Linked DNA regions of Triticum aestivum: region 2 is linked to region 1. A link is a contact called in public Hi-C data. All regions are on one chromosome and are shown on one strand. Each heading gives the region's core, a stretch centred on a gene start, on an enhancer-like site or on the middle of the called end of the contact. The rest is flanking DNA. Distances are from core to core; before and after follow the strand shown. Region 1 holds the start of LOC123137885 (ubiquinol oxidase 1c, mitochondrial). Region 2 holds the start of LOC123137887 (cyclin-dependent kinase F-4).

Evidence for each region. A called contact is a pair of places that touch in the nucleus more often than the background predicts.
Region 2: a Hi-C map of leaf shows a contact between it and region 1, with 2.7 times the contacts expected there. The contact joins the promoter of LOC123137887 here to the promoter of LOC123137885 in region 1. A contact is called at or near these places in 2 of 5 Hi-C or Micro-C datasets (both in leaf).

The regions. Positions count from the first base shown.
Region 1 is chr6B:540,276,849-540,283,126 of IWGSC CS RefSeq v2.1, reverse strand. LOC123137885 (ubiquinol oxidase 1c, mitochondrial) reads left to right here and starts at 1,332. Exons shown (of 4, transcript XM_044557739.1): 1 at 1,332-1,964; 2 at 2,041-2,169; 3 at 2,250-2,738; 4 at 2,850-3,554. The coding sequence starts at 1,347. The coding sequence ends at 2,909.
Region 2 is chr6B:540,461,341-540,466,944 of IWGSC CS RefSeq v2.1, reverse strand. It overlaps LOC123137887 (cyclin-dependent kinase F-4), which reads right to left and starts at 2,200. Exons shown (of 15, transcript XM_044557747.1): 1 at 1,809-2,200; 2 at 416-660; 3 at 1-120.

The sequences.
Region 1 (6,278 bases), core at 83-2,582:
GCTTTTGCCAAGTCATGCTCCATAAAGATGATCATATCATCGGCGTACTGTAGGATAGACACACCTCCATCAACTAGATGAGGCACCAAGCCACCCACCTGACCAGCCTCCTTAGCCCTTTCTATTAGAATTGCCAACATATCAACTACAATGTTGAACAAAATAGGAGACATCGGATCCCCTTGTCTCAGGCCCTTATGTGTCTGAAAATAATGACCTATGTCGTCATTCATTTTAATTCCAACACTCCCTTTTTGCATGAACGTACCTGGCGTCGCCAGGCCTCATCAAACCTTTGACTTTATCGCACGCTTTCTCAAAAATCACCTTAAAAACAACTCCATCTAGTTTTTTCATGTGGATTTCATGGAGCGTTTCATGAAGGACCACAACCCCTTCTAGGATGTTTCTGTCCGGCATGAAACCAGTTTGGAAATGCTGCACCACAGAATGCGCAATCTGCGTGAGCCTATTAGTCCCAACCTTGATGAAAATTTTGAAACTAACATTGAGAAGACAGATCGGCCTGAACTGCTCAATTCTCACAGCCTCTGTTTTCTTAGGAAGCAATGTTACTGTTTCAAAATTCAAGTGAAATAACTGAACCTGTCCAGAGAATAAATCTTGGAACAATGGTAGCAAATCCCCCTTAATAATATGCCAACACTTTTTATAGAACTCCGCCGGAAATCCATCAGCTTTACTATAATCGATAGGGTGGCATTCTTTTCTCCCTATTTTCTCTCGATGTTTGTGTCGAGACAATTTAGATGCCAAGGCGCTTGAATGTCTAATGTCTATTTTTAATTTCTTCATTTTTTGAAGCTGATGATGACTCCAATTGTACAAATTGTTTATTCAGTCTTCCTTTCCTTAACAACACTAAATAAAAAGGAGATACAAAAATAATTTTTAATGTGTATATTTCCATAATGGCAGGAGTAATACGAGTTTTTTTGCTTTGTTCAAACTCTCGACAAAATTGCTTCATAACTATAATGAACGAGGAATTTTCTTCCCGCCGTACACGGGTACGGTTGAAACTCACCTGGTTGATTGCCTTTGATGTGTGATATACTCATATGGATTTATTTTTAAAAAGAAGTTTATCTACTAATGATGAAGGGAGAAATTCCTTTGTAAGGTTATTCATGCATTGCACGTGCATGCTTGCTAGTCAGTTGAAATGGGAACACAAAGATTCTAGGCACGTAGACGCACGGCCAAGTTCAGAGTCCACTGGAAGTCCTAGCAGCCACCCCCCACCACATAGCAGCCGCAACGATTTTGACACCCAATCCTGCTGCCTCCTGAAAAGCTGGGGCACATCCGAAACTACAAATCTCATGGACGAGCGCACGCAGAAGCTGTCCACCAGTCAATTGCGAGCTCGTAAATACTCTACCAGCCAAGCAGAGCCGCCGTTCATCCCACGTCTCGCGTCGTCTGCTCGTAGCGCCACGCCATCGCGGCGCGCGCTGGCTCGGCGACACGTCGTCAAGTCACCCTCTCAGAGCTTGGCACGTCCGCAGGTTCGCGAGCCTACGACCACGAGTTTCGCGAGCAGAGCGGCAGCCCACCAAGCAGGCTCGTCATCTTCGGCGATGAGTTCCCGCGTCGCCGGATCCGTCCTCCTCCGCCACCTGGGCCCGCGCGTCTTCGGGCCGACCACTCCTGCTGCGCAGAGGCCCCTGCTTGCCGGAGGAGAAGGGGGCGCCGTGGTCGTGTGGGCGCGGCCGCTGTCCACCTCCGCCGCAGAGGCGGCGAGGGAGGAGGCGGCCGCGTCCAAGGACAACGTGGCGAGCACCGCCGCCGCGACGGCCGAGGCGATGCAGGCCGCGAAGGCCCAGGCCGTGCAGGCCGCCAAGGAGGGGGGCAAGAGCCCAGTGAGCAGCTACTGGGGCATCGTGCCTGCCAAGCTGGTGAACAAGGACGGCGCCGAGTGGAAGTGGTCTTGCTTCAGGGTACTGATCAACTACAAGTTCATGCGTTCTTGTCGTTGACAGTGCACGTAATCGTGGTGACCGTGTGATTTTGCAGCCGTGGGAGGCGTACACGTCGGACACGACGATCGATCTCACCAAGCACCACAAGCCCAAGGTGCTGCTCGACAAGATCGCCTACTGGACCGTCAAGTCGCTGCGCGTGCCCACCGACATCTTCTTCCAGGTATGGTACGGTGGTCAGATATATGTGTTCGTCAGACACTGACATGACACGGCGAGCCGACTTGGGCCTATGCTATGCAGAGGAGGTACGGGTGCCGGGCGATGATGCTGGAGACGGTGGCGGCGGTGCCGGGGATGGTGGGCGGGATGCTGCTCCACCTGCGGTCGCTGCGGCGGTTCGAGCAGAGCGGCGGGTGGATCCGGGCGCTGCTGGAGGAGGCAGAGAACGAGCGGATGCACCTGATGACCTTCATGGAGGTGGCCAAACCCAAGTGGTACGAGCGCGCGCTGGTGCTGGCGGTGCAGGGCGTCTTCTTCAACGCCTACTTCCTGGGCTACATCGTGTCCCCCAAGTTTGCGCACCGCGTCGTCGGCTACCTCGAGGAGGAGGCCATCCACTCCTACACCGAGTTCCTCCGCGACCTCGAGGCCGGCAGGATCGAGAACGTCCCCGCCCCGCGCATCGCCATCGACTACTGGCGCCTCCCCGCCGACGCCAGGCTCAAGGACGTGGTCACCGTCGTGCGCGCCGACGAGGCGCACCACCGCGACGTCAACCACTTCGCCGCGGTACGCCCATCTCTCTGATGCCTGAACTCTGCTCTGCTAGCTTCTCCTGATGTGATGTCTGGACTCTGAACTGTTTTGATTCTGATGAATGATGATGGGCTGGGCATGCAGGACATCCATTTCCAGGGGCTGGAGCTCAACAAGACGCCTGCCCCGCTAGGATATCACTGACGAATGAATGCCCAGGCCGGCTTGTACTCTGCCATTGTCAGTAAAGAACAAAAGTCGTTGCTAATATATGTGTCGGATAGGTAAGGTAGTGGTGCTTGAGAAATAAAACGGCCGTATGTAACGAGAGCTCCAAGATTTCTCGAAGAACTATTCGGTTCGCTAGCGATGAACGGTGGTGCACTTCGGCTTGTAATGGAAGTTGCTTCTGTTAGCAAAGGATATATGGCGAACCAACCTATGGTTGGATGGTTAGCGGGACTGTGGTATTCCCAGCCCATCAGGGTTCAAATCCTGGTGCTCGCATTTATTCCTGGATTTATTTCAGGATTTTCGGCGATGTGCATACAGTGGGAGGAGACGTTCCCGTCGACGACGAGACGCCTACGGTGACTTCGTAAATATCAAGATGATATGCTGGCTCAGTCTTTCAGAGGTGCTCATATGGGTAGGGCGTGCGTGTTTGCGTTCATAGGGATGAATGTATGCGCGTGTATGAGCCCTTGTGTCTGTACTGATGTTCAAAAAAAATATAATGGGCTAATGGCCCATCAAACCATCGTGCCCGCAAAAAAAAAAAGCAAAGGATATATGTGCTGACATTCTGCTTCAGAATTCACAAGTGCACTTTCAGTTGCAGGCTCGAAATTTTGCATTTTCGCTTGATCCTCTTTTACTAGTTAGTCAAGAAACCAGCACCCACCGTTGACTTGCACTTCCCCGCAGGACACAAGCCAATAATCTGATCTGCTTACTCGACAGGATATTGAAACAAGATATCTTTTCATAGGAAGAAGCTACTGAACCCAACCACAGGACACACAAAATGCTAACACTTTTCTTTGAGAAAAGGAGGATTACCCCCGCCTCTACATCGAAGCGATGCATGCAACCATCTTAGAGCATCTCTAGTACACCCGTATAAGTGATCAAACCCGCATAATTTTTGCGTTTTACGGTTTTGGTCGAAAAAAGTGTTCGGAACAGAAACTGTAAAAGTGTCCAACCCGTAAAATTTTGAAGGGCCACCGAAAACGCACATCCAAAACCCTTATATTTGGAGGTTGGAAGGCCGAATCTAAGGGGCCCCGTATACCGCTCAAACCTCATCGGAGCAAACACGCCGCCGCATAGTTTGCCGGAATCCGCCCTAAACTCGTCGGAATTCATTACCGCACGCCGGAAAAGGCCGCTAGACGCCGCAATCGATCGCCGCTAGTTCGAATTGGACGAGGTCGACATCGCTGTGGCCCCCCATGGCCTCAGCCTGGCCGCTGGAATCTTCCCGGCGCGGTAGGCAAAGCGGCACGGCTCGACCGGGCGGCTGGCAATAGAGCAAGGCGCGGACGGCGGAGGCGACGGGGCGTGGCCGGCGGGGACGGGGCGTGGCCGGCAGGGACGGGGCACGGCCGACGAGCGGCGGGGCACGGCTGGCGGGCATGGGGCGCGATCGACGGGGTTGGGCGCGGCCGGCTGGGGAAAGGGGCGGCAGCGACCGGATTTGAGGAAGGAGCTCTTTATCCCAATTTTATAGTTTGTTTTACAGTATCTATTCGGCCGTAGCTAAAATGAACCCTTAAAATGCATTTTTTTTTCTGACCTGTATCCCAGTTTTACAGTTTGTGACTGAGAAAAAGGCTTTCGCCCCGCTATATAGATATAGCAACCGCCCGAAGAACAAAGAGTCCAAGGGGCAAACAGCATAAGCATGTCCAAAAGAAACAAAAAAGAAATAAGAGAGAAAATAATGTTAACAACGTCGGATCGACGAAGACGATGATAACCCGAAACCGTTGCGCCCACCAGAGATGTACCACCTCGCTCCAGGCACCTCGAACCTCCGCATACCAAACAACACCTTCAGGAAGGAACACGACGACAACGGCGATGCTGCTACCCGGACAGGTCCTAGGGTTTCCCCCGTATGCGGAGGGGCGTGGGGAAGGGGAAGACCCGACGCCCTTCAGGAAGGAACGATGGCGCCCACGGGCGTCACCGCATCGGTGCCGACAAGCCGGCATAGATTTCTCCCATCCGCCAAACACCCACAACCCCGAAAGGTCCGACGCGCTCCACCAGACAAGCCACCCACGAACGTGCGCCACTACGGTCTTGCCACCATCACCGCCGCCTCACCATGGTCATCGAAGCGAGACCAACGAGGACGAGAGGGAGCAGCCGGGAACGAGGAGCGGCAGCGACAGCAGCCATGTCGGAGGAGACAACCTCCACCGCCATCGGCGGTCACCGACCAGACGCGACAAGGGGAGCGTACCAAGCACTTGAGGCCCGGCCGAGCCCAAAAGGGGCTCGTGAAGCACCCGTCGCCGAGCTGCAGTAGACGAGCCGCCGTCTCCACAACCCCCCGCACGAGCCGCACAACCACCGCCCTCGCCGGAGCCACCGCAGGGGAGACCAAGTCAGGCCCGTCCACACCCAGATGGGGCCCAAAAGGGCACAGATCTGGGCCGGGAGGGCGCCGCCACCATCCACCACGCCGGCCCGCCGCCACTAGGCCACCGGAGCTGCGCCGCCAGGAGCAACCACCGCTGCCGGAACCACCGTCGACCGAGGAGCACCGCCGCGGGACGCCACCACCCGAGCCATGTCACCGCGCGCGGGAAAGGGAAGGCCGCCGCCGCCGCCAACACCACGCGTGTAGGGCCCGATGGCGCAGGCCGGCGGCGACGGGAGGAGGGGAAGGGGAGGTGGAGGCGCTAGGAGCGGGAAGATGGGCCCTCGGTCGCCTCGCTCGGGGAGGCGACGCGGGGGGCGGGCCGGAAGGGGGGAGGGAGGGGGGCGCGACGCGGCGCGCGCTTCCGGCGGCCGGAGGCGCGACAGGGGAGGGGAGGACGGCCGACAGCGGCGGAGGCACGGGAGAAACCCTAGGCGCGGGTCTCCGCCAGGGCACTGCTTATTTCACAGTCTGTGATTTTATGGGGTCTGCTAGAGATGTTCTTACTAACCAAAAGATCCAACAAATATATAGCACTCCGTCTGTCTCAAAATAAGTGTCTCAATTTTGTACTAACTTTAGTATAAAGTTACTAAGCTTGAGACACTTATTTTGGGACGGAGGGAGTACGATACAAGAACTCATAAAGAGATAAATAAAGGAAAAACTCAAAGCCACAACCGGCAAAATTTAGGACTAGGTGTCTATGCACCTATCCTATTGTTTGGACCACATCCAAACCGGTTATAGGTATGACATGCGACCGTCTCCCATGGGTTGCATCCATAAGCCATATGCTTCTTGGCTTCTGCACGACTGAGTAACGACCACGTACAGATCCAACCACTTGCCTTGTAGATAACCTGCAAAAAGTTTGTGATATTTTGTCTGTTAAAAATCACGTCATTCTGGCAGTT
Region 2 (5,604 bases), core at 951-3,450, 180 kb before region 1:
ATAGTAGAGTCCCAGAATATAGCAAGGATGAGCCTTGACCTCAGATGGTATACAGCAAAGCAAATGGCAACTAACTAGGGAGTGACAGATGGAGACTGAATGCAGTAAAGATGGTTGACCCTGCATATATTAGCAAAGAGAAAAGAAATTCAGAATGTTTCAAGAGATATGGTTGATTTAGTTTTTCACATGCCAATACATGCAGGAAAGAACAGTTTGAACTCCCAATAGTAGAATTTAATTATTCTACGAGCACATCATTGGCCAGTTTACATGATCAGCATCTACTACTGGATTTGACTACAATAAGAAGTTAGTCTGGAGATGATGCGCTGATAAATAGAGAATGCAAAATGAGATGATAAAAGCTTAGCCAATAGAACAAAAGAAAGGAAAAACAAAGCAGGTATTTTACATGTAGATGTGGAGCATAGACTGGAGTATCGCTTCAGGATCGCCTCAGCCTGCTGTCGTTGAGCATAGAACTACTATGTGCAGTTCACCAGAGAGAAGAGTTGGGTGTTCCCACGAGCTAAAACACGCCAATCAAAAGTTTCTTCTGAAACAAATAGCTTGCATTGAAGGTGATATGCCCCGAAGACCACTTTTCCCATGTCTTTGATGAACACTTTAAACTCCGAAGATCACTGCTGGTGCAATCTGATACAATGTATTTGAATCAGAATGATGTGGTCGATTATAACACTTTTTGCGCTCGATGACATGGTATAGTGTATGCCAAAGGAATAAGAATCACCCTCAAAAAAAAGGAACAAGAATCATTTACATGAAGCATGAACATCAATACGGCATAGAACCATTTGGATTATATATAACGCAGTCGACTGACGATCTCTATCAGAAAACAACACAAACTTAGCAACATTTCCAAATCTAGTTTAAAGCATCCATTTTAATATACTAAGATATATGGGGGTATGTACACAGCAAAAATTTGAATTGAATCATTTTAAGTGGGTAGTAATTTACGGCCCACGTGTTGCTAGAACCAACACTAACGCACAAAATGAAACATAGTTCTCAGGGAAATATCAGAATCAGGTATAGCACTCTTTTACCTAAATCACATAATACTAGGCATACATTAATATCAGGGTAGAAGTCTATAATATTGGTGGAGCTGGACATTGCAAACCATATCGATATCAATGATGCTATTCATCAATCGCAATAACGAGCCGGCATCTCAATTGGCATGGTGATCAAGCTATACCACTGCTTGAAACATGGAAGTTGGAAAACAATGTTGCTATCTCATTACTGGCTCAAACGGTTTTATCGTAGCAAAATCCATACATATAGAAACATCTCCGAATTCAAAATATCGCCTCGGGTTGGAACCAATGGGAAGACGCCTGCATTGCTACCTTATTTTTCTGAGCTTCTCTCTCAAACTTCTGTATTGCCACCTCAATCACAATTTACATTGCAGGCACAAAAACACATAGATTTTTCTCATCTATAGGAAGAAAAAAGGCGCCTTTTAACGAGAAAAAAGGAACCTTTCCGCGCAAACAGAAAAATCTAAATCAGACAACAAAAGGAAGGACGAAAAATCCAAACAAAAAAGCACCCCAGTATAATCCTGAAAACAAGCTACCGCGGCACCGCGAGGCACAAACCTATACATGGATTCGCATTGGAGCGAATGCCCGGTGGCCGCTCAGATCCGGCGCCTGGGACACAGATCCGGGGCAAATCGCCTGGAGCAAGCAAAGCGGGGAGGGAGGGAGACGGAGCGCGACGCGAGAAAGGCGGGGGGCAATGGAGCGGAATCGATGCCATACCTTACCAGGCGGGCAAAGGAGCATAGGGTGGTGGTGGTGGTGGTGGCTCCCCACGTGCCGCTGCAGCGGCAGCGTGTCGGCGCGGCCCACCTCAGCCCAGCCCCGCGCGGCGCGGCGCAAAGGAGGAGGCCGGTGGGGCGGCGCAGCGCCGGTGATTGTGTCGCCGTGGCGGCGGCGGGCGGCGGCGGGGAATGTTGCGAGGGAGGAAAGAAGGGAGAGATAATGAGCCGCGGCCTGCCTCCCACCGCACCCTCCCCTGGCTTTCTACCCGCGACGCGCCCCGTTACTTTTTATAACCGTGACCCACAGCATCCGTCCCCGGCGCCACACCGCGTCGCCCCTCGCGCTCCGCCGGCCTCCCCTCCCTAACCTTTTTTTAACCTCTCTCCTCGGCTGACGAAGACCCTTTTCGTTCGGGTTTGCCCCAGCGGAGGGGAAGCAAAGTATTCCTGTCTCTCTTTTCACCCGCCCCCGAACCAACAACCTATCGATTGATTGCCATGGACGCTTTGGGGTGAGGTGGGGTGAAATGATGGGGAGATCGTAACCGTGTGGACTTGTCTCGCCACGGCCCGCCCGACGTTGATCGGCGGTGGTTACCGGATGCAGCGGGATGGCGACGGACGGACGCGATGCTCCTCCGCATGTCAGTCAGTGCCAACAACAACAACAACAACAAAGCCTTTAGTCCCAAACAAGTTGGGGTAGGCTAGAGGTGAAACTCATAAGATCTCGCAACCAACTTATGGCTTTGGCACATGGATAGCAAGCTTCCACGCACCCCTGCCATAGCTAGCTCTTTGTCGATACTTCAATCCTTCAGGTCTCTCTTAACGGACTCCTCCCATATCAAAATCGGTCGACCCCGCCCTCTCTTGACATTCTCCGCACGCTTTAGCCGTCCGCTATGCACTGAAGCTTCTGGAGGCCTGCGCTGAATATACCCAAACCATCTCAAACGATGTTGGACAAGCTTCTCCTCAATTGGTGCTACCCCAACTCTATCTCGTATATCATCATTCCGGACTCGATCCTTTCTCGTGTGGCCACACATCCATCTCAACATACGCATCTCCGCCACACCTAACTGTTGAACATGTCGCCTTTTAGTCGGCCAACACTCCGTGCCATACAACATTGCGGGTCGAACCGCCGTCCTGTAGAACTTGCCTTTTAGCTTTTGTGGCACTCTCTTGTCACAGAGAATGCCAGAAGCTTGGCGCCACTTCATCCATCCGGCTTTGATTCGATGGTTCACATCTTCATCAATACCCCCATCCTTCTGCAATATTGACCCTAAATACCGAAAGGTGTCCTTCCGAGGTACCACCTGGCCATCAAGGCTAACCTCCTCCTCCTCACAGCTAGTAGTACTGAAACCGCACATCATGTACTCGGTTTTAGTTCTACTAAGCCTAAACCCTTTCGATTCCAAGGTTTGTCTCCATAACTCTAACTTTCTATTTACCCCCGTCCGACTATCGTCAACTAGCACCACATCATCCGCAAAGAGCATACACCATGGGATATCTCCTTGTATACCCCTTGTGACCTCATCTATCACCAATGCAAAAAGATAAGGGCTCAAAGCTGACCCCTGATGCAGTCCTATCTTAATCGGGAAGTCATCGGTGTCGACATCACTTGTTCGAACACTTGTCACAACATTATTGTACATGTCCTTGATGAGGGTAATGTACTTTGCTGGGACTTTGTGTTTCTCCAAGGCCCACCACATGACATTTTGCGGTATCTTATCATAGGCCTTCTCCAAGTCAATGAACACCATATGCAAGTCCTTCTTATGCTCCCTATATCTCTCCATAAGTTGTCGTACCAAGAAATTGGCTTCCATGGTCGACCTCCCAGGCATGAAACCAAACTGATTTTTGGTCACGCTTGTCATTCTTCTTAAGCGATGCTCAATGACTCTCTCCCATAGCTTCATTGTATGGCTCATCGGCTTAATTCCACGGTAATTAGTACAACTCTGAACATCCCCCTTGTTCTTGAAGATTGGTATTAATATACTCCGTCTCCATTCTTTTGACATCTTGTTTGCCCGAAAAATGAGGTTGAGAAGCTTGGTTAGCCATACTATCGCTATGTCCCCGAGACCTTTCCACACCTCAATGAGGATACAATTAGGGCCCATCGCCTTGCCTCCTTTCATTCTTTTTAAAGCCTCCTTCACCTCAGACTCCTGGATGCGCCGCACAAAATGCATGCTGGTCTCATCAAAGGAGTCATTCAATTCAATGGTAGAACTCTCATTCTCCCCATTGAACAGCTTGTCGAAGTACTTCCACCATTTATACTTAATCTCTTCGTCCTTCACCAAGAGTTGGCCTGCTCCGTCCTTGATGCATTTGACTTGGCCAATATCCCTCGTCTTCCTCTCCCGGATCTTAGCCATCTTATAGATGTCCCTTTTTCACCTTCCTTCGTGCCTAACCGTTGGTAGAGGTCCTCATATGCCCGACCCCTTGCTTCACCAACAGCTCGCTTTGCGGCCTTCTTCGCCATCTTGTACTTCTCTATGTTGTCTGCACTCCTATCCAGGTATAGGCGTCTGAAGCAATCTTTCTTCTCTTTAAGCGCCTTCTGGACATCATCATTCCACCACCAGGTATCCTTATCTTCGCTTCTCCTTCCCCTGGACACTTCAAACTCCTCCGAGGCCACCTTACGAATGCAAGTCGCCATTTTCATCCACACATTGTCCGCATCCCCTCCTTCCTCCCAAGGGCCCTCCTTAAATACCCTCTTCTTGAACACCTGAGCTACCTCCCCCTTGAGCTTCCACCACTTCGTTCTAGCGACCTTGGCACGCTTATCCCGCTGGACACGAATCCGAAAGCGAAAGTCAGCAACCACCAGCTTATGCTGGGGTACAACACTCTCCCCAGGTATCACCTTACAGTCTAGGCACGCACGCCTATCTTCTCTTCTCGAGAGGATGAAATCAATCTGGCTAGAGTGTTGGCCACTACTAAAAGTCACCAGATGTGAATCTCTCTTTCTAAAGAGGGTGTTAGCTACAATCATGTTGTAGGCTAGAGCAAAGCTTAAGACATCTTCTCCTTCTTGATTCCTGATGCCATAGCCAAAGCCCCTATGCGCCCCTTCAAAACCTGTGTTAGATGTACCCACGTGGCCATTGAGGTTTCCTCCTATGAAGAGCTTCTCACCAATCGGTACACTCCTAACCATGTCTTCCAAGCCTTCCCAGAACTCCCTCTTGGTGTTCTCATTGTGGCCTACTTGCGGGGCATATGCGCTGATAACATTGAGAACCAAGTCCTCAGCTACCAGCTTGACCAGGATAATCTGGTCCCCACGTCTCCTGACGTCTACCACTCCATACTTGAGGCTCTTGTTGATCAAGATGCCTACGCCATTTCTGTTTGCAGCCGTCCCCGTGTACCACAGCTTGAAGCCGGTATCCTCCACCTCCTTCGCCTTCTGTCCTCTCCATTTGGTTTCTTGGACGCAAAGGATATCAACACCTCTCCTCACTGCTGCATCAACTAGCTCCCGAAGCTTCCCTGTCAGAGACCCTACGTTCCAGCTACCTAAGCGAATCCTCCTAGGCTCGGCTAGCTTCCTTACCCTTCCCACTCGCCGAGTCAAATGCGAAGACCCTTGCTTATTTCCCACTACATCCGGGCGCCGATGTAGCGCGCCACTAAGGATGCGACGACCCGATCCTCGCTCACTTGCCACCGTATCCGGATCAAGATACGGCGCGCCACTTGGGGGGTGACGGCCCGGCCCTTGCCCATTTTCCACCACA